Regions from separate parts of the Oryctolagus cuniculus genome. Here region 2 is linked to region 1. The links are chromatin contacts, called in public Micro-C maps. All regions are on one chromosome and are shown on one strand. The core of a region is the stretch at or near the end of the contact, and the rest is flanking DNA. Distances in the headings are between cores, read along the strand shown.

Region 1 (3,977 bases), core at 1,208-3,707:
ACAAAGCAACGGTCCCTCCCAGTGTAGAATCTGTAGGATCTAAATTATTCTTTTCTAAAAAAATTATTTATTTATTTGAAAGGCTGAGAGAAACAGACAGACACAGGGATATCTTTCATCTGCTGGTTCACTCCCTAGTACCTCCACTAGCCAGGGCTGGCCCAAGTGGAAGACAGACTGGGACTCAATTTAGGTCTCCACATGGGCTCTAACAACTCAAACACTTGAGCTCTCAGCTGCTGCCTCCAAGGGTGTGCATTAGCAGGAAGCTGGAGTTGGAAGCGGAGCTGGGACTGAAACCCAGGCACTCCCATATGGGACATGGATGTCCCAAGCAGTGCATTAACCACTGAGCCAAACACCCAACCTAGGGCCTACATTATTTTTAACCCTCATCGTGAGAAATAAGATATTTCTTCAATGGCATTAAAAATAAGCTGTACTCCAGGCCAGGGAGTACCACCCCCATTTTGTAGGTGAGAAGAGCAAGGCCGATGAGCAGAATGTAACAGCTTTTGCTCAGTTCTAGTGGGGGAGGCCAGCGGAGCCTCGGGCAGGCGGGGTCAAGGGGAGAGCAGAGGCTGAGGAGAGAGACTCCAAGCAGAGGGAAACGAATGCCCAACTGAGCCTCAACCAAAACGCTACAGAAGGGCAGAAGCAGCAGCTCTGGAGGGGCTGCAGAGGTCCCGTGGGGAGGCCATTTTACAACAGGGCAAGAGCTCTGAGCTGGACTGCTGCGCTGTTAGACCAGCAGGTGGTACAGGGAGGCCTGGGGGGACGGGGTGGTGTGGAGGGACACAGAGGGCTGGGCACAGATGGTAAGGAGCCCTGTACTTGGTCTCTGGGGGGTGGAGAGGGGGGCTTGCCTTCATTCATTCTGTGGCTCCAGGGGAGGATTTTAGGTAGCAATGAACAGACCTGCACAGGGTTCCAGGAGCCACCGTATGATATGAGAGGTGGTGGGTCTTCCGGGACCCACCGAGCCTGTCGGCGGGGAAGGCGACTGGAGCACAGCTCAGGCTCCCGGCCTGCGTGGTGAGCCGACCCCCGAGGAGATGCCTGCTTCCTTCCCTTCCTCTCTGTCTCTCTCCATGTGCCTTCTCCAATCCTTTCTGCCTCCACCCTGTCCCCTGGCCGCCCGCTTCCTTTGCCCTGGGGCTGCCTCTGTGGTAGAGGCTGGCATGGTCAACTCCGTGGGGGGTGTGGGCTGTGCAGTCGCCGCAAGGGGGAGACAGTGAGCAGCAAGGGAGGGGTGTCCGTCATCACCAGTGACTCTGGACCCAAGAAGAAGACAGAGCATAGACCAGCTTATGCACAAGGTAATAGGCTAGGCGGATTGCTGTGGGGCCCAGAAGGGAGGGCTCTCGGGAACAGGTGTGTGCAGGTGGGGAGGGGCGCTTGTCTGAGCTCTTTCAAAGACAGGCCATAATTTATTCACAGTACTTTTCCTGAAATCGAGCTAGAACCAATACTGGTCAGGGGCCCTGGGGGTGTTGGTGAGGGGTGTATCCACGTCCCACCTTGGGAAACAGGGCTACTTAAGCCAAGGTGGAGCAAAAGATAGGAGTCTGACGTTCCAGTAGGGACGGCTCACCATCCACTGAGCACTTCTGAGGCCAGCACTTGACTCAACGCCCTGGGGCACAAAGATAAAAAGCCACAGTCCCTGCCACCAAGGGGTCATCTGCTGTATAAGCACAGAAACCGAGGACAGATAGCTGGGACGGCAGTGCCAGTGGGAGATCACCAATAAATGGTGTGCTGGTCGTGGTCCCGGCATGCCGCCCTAGGCTCACACAGGATGATGGGCTGGAAAGTAGCCCCAGGAGGCTGCCCCCCCCCCCGGCTGGCATGCAAAGCTGGGCACCTGGCAGGGCTCTGTGCCCGGCTGTGCCACTCCTTGCTCGGAACTTGAGCTTTTCAACCCTGATACCCATGGCGGGTCCTTTCGGTGTGCTGAGCGCTTCCCCGGGAAGGCGCCAGTCCGACCCTAGCTGTCCCGACTCCGAGAGGCTGGAGGTGGAACCGCGACCTGCATCTTCACGCTCAACCGCCCGCCCGGCCCCCGGGGTGATCTGAATGTAGGTAAAGGCTACACACAACTACTTAATAGGGGGGATAATAACCTGCTTCCGAGCTAGGTCAGAAGAGCCATTCAGGAGTTCACAAGACAACACGCGTGAAACAGCCTTGTAAACCTGGTGGCAATCCAGTTCTTTGCAAATAATAACAATCCCCCTAACAGCAACAGTGCAAGACCTGGGGAGCCCGCACCGCCCCGTCCGCTCCGGCTCAGTCAGCGCGGCGGTCCCTTTAAGGCCCCCCCAACACCGCTGTCTGGTCTCCGGCGGGGCGTCTGGCGCGGCCTGCGGCGCGTGCGTGCGGGGGCTCCCAGTGGGGCGACGCCGGCGCTTGTTGCGTGGCCCCTGGCCCCGCCCCGCTCCGCCCCGCCCCTTGGCGGGGACTCCCCCCGCCCCGCGCGGTACAGCTGGGCCAGTGACGCCGCCGCCGCCGCCGCGTTCCATTCTCCGAAGCCGGCGACCGCCTAGCCGTCTCCTTGCCGCCGGCCTCCTGCCCCCGCACCGCCGGCCAGACACGGGCACGCGGGGCCTCGCCTGGACCCGAGAGCGCTGCGGTCGCGCGCAGGCGGCGGGTCGGCTCCCTCCCTCAGGTCTCCGCGCCGCTCCGGGGTGAGTTGTCAGCGCGGCCGGCATTGTGTGTGTCACTTGCGCGCCCGGCCGGCTGTCAGCGGCCAGCGCTGGACGCGCACCGGCCGCGAGGGTCGCGGGCCGGGGGTTGGGCCGGCTGCTCCCCGGCGGCGGCCCGCTTGTCACCCTGCCGCCGGGAGCCCCGAGGAGGGCACCTGCCCCCGGGCTCGCGGCTGTGCGGGGCGCGCCGGGGCCGGTCCGCTTGGCGAGTTCGGTGCGGAGGCGGCGGGCGAGCGGCCCTCCTTTGCGGTTCCCGGCCCCGCGCCGAGCCGAGCCGAGCCGAGCGGCGGGCGCTGCGCTGGGGCAGGGCGGGCTCGGCCGAGGTGCGTTTCCTGAGGAAGTCTGGGGCCGGCGTGTGCGTCCGTGCGCACGGAGCTGCCTGGAGCCCCTCGCGCCTTGTCTGCGCCCGTAGTCTCGAAAAACTTTGATTATCGGGGCCGAAACTCTCCCGAAGCCACTTCCTGTTCTTTCCTCGCTTGCCGGTGCACACTCCTGACTGCAGAGAGTCGGTGTGGGTTCGCCTAGCCTGCACGGCTGCGGAAGTGGAAAAAGTTACCTGGAACGAGAAGCGGAGCAGAGGGCGGTCGTGGGCACAGCCAGACCCGGGCGGAGCGCGGCCCCAGCTGGCGAGGGGCAGGTTCCTGTGCGGGCGCAGCGGCCTGCGGAGCTGCTGTTGGCAGAGTTTTCTCCCAGGGGCCGGCCTTTGTTGCTCTTGCTACCCCGGGGTCGTGTGTGCTGTGTGCGGTGGGATCCCCCCTCCGCGGGTTTGACTAGCTCTGCAGAGGTGGGAAGTGTTGTCTCTCCACCCTGCTCAGCGATTGATCCATTTCTTGCCGTTTTGATTTCTTTGGCTTAAAAAAAAAAAATCTATATGAGTGATGCACACACACGCTTTCTGTTTTGGGAATTCCACACCCAAATTGTCACCATCTAGTGGAGGCAAGTAGAGACATGTGCTTGGCTCGAGTGCTCAGCTTCTAGGCTTTGCGTTTTTAGCTAGATGCATAGGCAAGCAGAAATGAGTATTTTCAGAGTTGCGTACGGCTGCGCCTCAGTAAAGGAAGTATTTAATAAAGGAGAGTAGCAATCATATGAGCAAGGGCTAAGAGCTTTTTTTGCCTGGTTTCATGTAAGAAACAGCAGACTTTTGAGGTAGGCATTGTTATACTCCCATTTTTCCAGTTGAGACCGGCTAGATACGTGGAACAACTTGTCCAGGGTCACAGAACAGCTCCTGGTGGAGCCCACCCTCTGATCCACTGGGTGATT
Region 2 (4,379 bases), core at 1,392-3,891, 80 kb after region 1:
TGGTTTTAGATTTGGGGGTTTAAAGCAGAGAATCCCATCCTGCACAAAACGGAGGAGGACTGTCCGGGTCCATGGACTTGTAGCTTTTGAGTACGGTGTTCATTACCTGTTGGTTCATAGATAAGACCTGTGTTCCTGGCAGCTTCACCCACTCCCTTCTCCTCGCCAAAAACCTTACCGTCCTTTTATCTTCTACAGTCTGTCTCACGATAGGGCCAGGCCCTGCACAAGCCCCCACGGAGTTCTCCACGAGCCTCGTGGCCAGTCACATCCACTCAACCCTCTCCCCTCACTTCTGGGGGTGACCCTCTGGGACCTGCGGAGCTGTGCTGATGGTAGGCCTTGGCCACGGCTGCAGTGTTTCTTCGTGTGTTTGTTTGTTTTGTGTTTTTGGTGGTGGTCAAGGCCCCAGGAGCAGCAGGGGTGGTACGCGGCCGAGATGCCCCAGAGGCCCCGACCGCTGCAGGCCACAGCCCGTGCTGCGACAGCCCTCCTCCCGCAGCTCCCTCCGGGAAGGCTTGAGTTCTCTGCTGTCCCCGGGTCTCCTCCTACTCACAGCGCTGGCATCTCAGATCCTCACACGGCTCCATTGTTTGTCGTGCAGAGAGACGGGTGAAGGGAACTCTCTGTCTCGCCTTTGGCCGCCACTTCTCTGGAAAAACATGGCCCCACTTGAGGGATGACCCAAGTCCTCTGGCCACCTGTGAACTCCCCAGTCGTTTTCCCCTCTGGACAGGAGCCGCAGCAGCTCTTGTCCCCACGCACCCCACCGCCATGTTGTCCTTGTGGCAGCGGTCACCCAGCAGCTTCCCCACATTAGGGAGCGGGTCAAGCCAGTGTGACCTCAGGCTGTTACTACATTTGAGTATTTACCCCGGCGGGGGAGAGATCAATAGGATAACACTGAAGGGCCACTGTGGTGCCCGGTGATGAAGGTTAATCCTCTCCTCTCTCCTGCCTGCTGGACCACAGACCTCATTAGGTTTGCTTTAACTTTAAGTGTGTTTCTTGAAGGCCTGCTTTGTGTGTGCAATACTCAAACCGGCATCAGGAGTTACCGTTACGTGGCAGAATCAGTCCAGCTCTGCTTTAAACTCTAAGCCAGCCCTGAGTTAATCACCACCTGCTCATCAGGTACCCCTCTGAGGGTGGGCAGTGTCTCAGGCCGCAGACTGGGCTTCCTCAGAGGACCTGCCTGTGGCTCCCGGAGGCAGGGGATTCTGTGGGCAGAGATGCTGTGTGGTTTGGATTGGCGGTGGGGTGGAGGACGGAGCCCTGGCGCAGGAGCTGCTGGTGAGGGAAAGATAAACATCCTCCGCCGGCTGGGAACCCGCTGGTGCCTCCTCAGGGGAGATGCGGTAGCACTGGTTAGTTAATACGTGGGCAGCGGCCCGGCCCCCGGCTCTGCTGTCACCCTATCATTTTAGAGATGGAGGTGGGGGCCGCCGTGGGCTCTGCTCTGGAGGTCACTTCACTGGGGCATGGCTCTGGCACTGAGTGGCTGAATGGAGGAGGGTCTCCTGCCACCCTGTTCAGTAGCTGTCCTAGCAGGGGGAGGGGCGCAACCTCCAGAACAGAAGGTGAAAGGCTAGCAGGCCATGTGGAGGTTGTTTATCAGCCAGGAGGAGCCCTGGTCTGAGAAGAGAAGCAGTGAAGGGTTCGTGAAGCAGCTGGCAATTCCTGAGCTGGAGCAGGGGAGAACAGACAGTCACCAGTCACCACCCCCCACTCCCACCCCCACCCCCACACATCCTTCTCTGTTTCCTGCCTGCCCTTCTCCAAATACTCAGAGGTTTCTGCAGTGGTCTTTTTTTTTTTTTTTTCTTACCAAATCCTTTGCCCTACCCCATTCCAAAAGTCACAGATAAGGATTTAATGTGCTGCTGAAAATAAGTGTAAAAATTCATCAGGCATCTCTGATTTGTGCCAGGGATGGAAGACATTTCCAGGTGTGTGATTTTATCGGCCTCTCCAAGTCCCACGGAGCGGGGACTGGCTGGCAAGGAGCAGAGCTGACAGTTGCAGAGTGGGCCCCTGGTCACACCCTGATCCCCCTGTCTGACACCTCCACCCTGGCCTGACAGCATGTGGCCCTTGTCCCTTGTCCATTAGGCAGGGAGTAATGCTCCTGGTTGGGCAGCAGTTTGGAGCACGTTAGTCTCTGACTCTTCTCAACCACTGTGGCCCACAGGAGTTAAAAACAAGACAGAATCTGCAAGGTAAGGCAGTTTCTTCTAAGCATCTACTCTGCTGGGCACTGGGGCTACAAACAGAACAAATCCCTGCTCTGTACTCTGCAGGGGTGAGTAACTGGGGGGAAGGGGCCCTGTGAGAAAGCTGCTGCAGAGAAAGGACACAGCGTCCGCTTCAGAGAGGAGTGAAGGTGTCCCTGGGACACAGAGGAGGACGGCTGGTTACTGAGTGCTTAGCGTGCGCTGGGCCTGACCTGCACAGCAGCCCCGGAGACGGATGCCTTTTGAATCTCCACATTAGAGATGTGGAAACTGGGGAAGAGGAAGATCTGCCCCCCAGGCTGCTCGGCAGGTGGCCTCTAGAGCTGCACACCACCCCTGGCCCGCTGATTGTAGATACCACCACTCACACACCCACGTCACTGTACCCTGTGCTGCTGGTTGCTCTTTCTGGTAGTGCCTGGGGACATTTCCTGGAATAGGCAGTTGGGAAACTTGGGACCTAGGAACTTTTGCACCACAGTGGGTGGCGTCCCAGCCGACTGCCTGGACTCAGGTCAGAGTTTGCAGGCCCAGGGGAAAAAAAGCACTTCTTCCTGAATGACTAAGGACTTCTGGTGGTTGCCTGCAGGTATAGAGGAACCATTCTCGCTCTGCTTGGCTCTGAGGCTACTGGCTGGCATTTCCTCTCTCCTGTGGGGAGCAGGGTGCGAGGAGCCCAGACCCATCTGTCAGTGATTAATCAGATTGGGGCGGCGGGGGGGGGGGGGGGGGCACAGGGGGCAGCCTCCACCTTGGGTGGTGTCTCCTGTGTATTCGCCCAGCCCAGCTCCAGCGCCACACCCTGAAAAAAAGTCTAGAGCCACTGCAGGCCAGCCCTCCCCCAGCCTGTGGGAAGTTCTCATGAGAAAAGGGATGGGGCCAGACAATGGGCTTCCTGTCTGACTGCTGGGAAGGTCTGTCTCATAGGAGAGGAAGGTTGCAAGTAGCATGAGAAACCATCTCGTGTCCCTCTCCCTGCAGCCTGTTGTAGACTTTTGACTGAGTGGGGGCTCAGGAAGGCAGAAGGCCCGAGAGCGCCACGGATGGAAGCAGCCCTGGTATCTCTTAGGGAGTTGAACCCTGCCTGTGTTCCTGCTCCTGCCCAATCTGCTGGGACTAAGGAGCTTCTGCAGGGACAGGATGTTTCTCCTCACCCTGTGCTAAAATCAGATCCACAATGGCTGCAGGTCTTTTACAAATAAACCTTGGAGGTGGTGAGACCAGCCATCTAACCCACATTGCCTTGTTTTCTCGAAAGGTACAAAGACAGAGACCTCCCATCCACTGTTTAGCTCCCTAAATGCCCCCAGCAGCCAGGGGTAGGCTAGGGCAAAGCCAGGAGCTGGGAGCTCAGTCCAGGTCTCCCACATGGGTGGCATAAGCTTGAAACTAGAATCGGAGCAGAACCTGGCCTCAAACCCAGGCACTAGAATATGGGATGCCCTGTGTCTCAGCAGCAGCTTAACCTGCTGTGCCAAACACCTACCTCCCCTTTTACCTTTTTAACGTGACTACCAGAACATTTAAAAGTACATCTGTGTCCACGTGAAGATACTGTTGGATAGCTCTGTGCAAGGTTTGTGATTTCCATGTGTTCGTTTCTCTTGCTCTCTGGTTGTCAGAAGGGTAAGATCGTCTCTGCCCGAAAGGGACACCCCAGGCTGGTAGAGAAACAGGCACGTGAACAGCTTGTGTCATACATGACCCTGCTTCACTGATCACCTTGGAGTTGGCTGTGTAACTTGTGTTCTCTAGGTTGGAACCTTTGTGGCCCTCCTAGGCACTTGTTTGGAGAGGGCCGACTCTGACTGATAGAATTACAACCTAACAAGGACATTTACGGCCTTGCCTAGGGTGCTCAGATCGCAACTGCAGCTGGTGTGTTGGGTTTGGGGACCCTGTTTCTTCTCCCCCTGCATTCCCAGGAAAGCTCTCTGGCCATCCTGCCTTTCAACATTTTCATTAAGCACCTGTTTCTGTGTACCCTGTTGTGTCCTAATTGCTACTGCACCAATATTTTAGTCTAAAGCTGTTCCAAACCTGGAGTGAACTCCTGACCCAGTTTCTGAAGCCCTCAGTTACCCTGCTCAGCAGTGTAGTATTTTCTTGGTAACTGCCCATCAACTAGAAAGCCTTCTTGATGAG

Evidence for each region. A called contact is a pair of places that touch in the nucleus more often than the background predicts.
Region 2: a Micro-C map of ear pinna shows a contact between it and region 1, with 2.7 times the contacts expected there. The contact joins the enhancer-like site here to the promoter of SUSD6 in region 1. A contact is called at or near these places in 3 of 6 Hi-C or Micro-C datasets (ear pinna, skin fibroblasts and an unstated tissue).

The regions. Positions count from the first base shown.
Region 1 is chr20:15,461,564-15,465,540 of mOryCun1.1, forward strand. SUSD6 (sushi domain containing 6) reads left to right here and starts at 2,458. Exons shown (of 7, transcript XM_008248579.4): 1 at 2,458-2,690. It overlaps LOC103345160 (a long non-coding RNA gene), which reads right to left and starts at 2,425. Exons shown (of 3, transcript XR_515157.4): 1 at 2,127-2,425.
Region 2 is chr20:15,541,835-15,546,213 of mOryCun1.1, forward strand. The region is part of intron 3 of SUSD6 (sushi domain containing 6); the gene reads left to right. Among named protein-coding and RNA genes, the nearest start is that of SRSF5, 58 kb to the right of the region's middle. Within about 2 kb of position 2,642, at least 4 of the 8 cell types and tissues checked have an H3K27ac peak or open chromatin away from gene starts, as enhancers often do. A contact at or near this core is called in ear pinna, where this site is marked.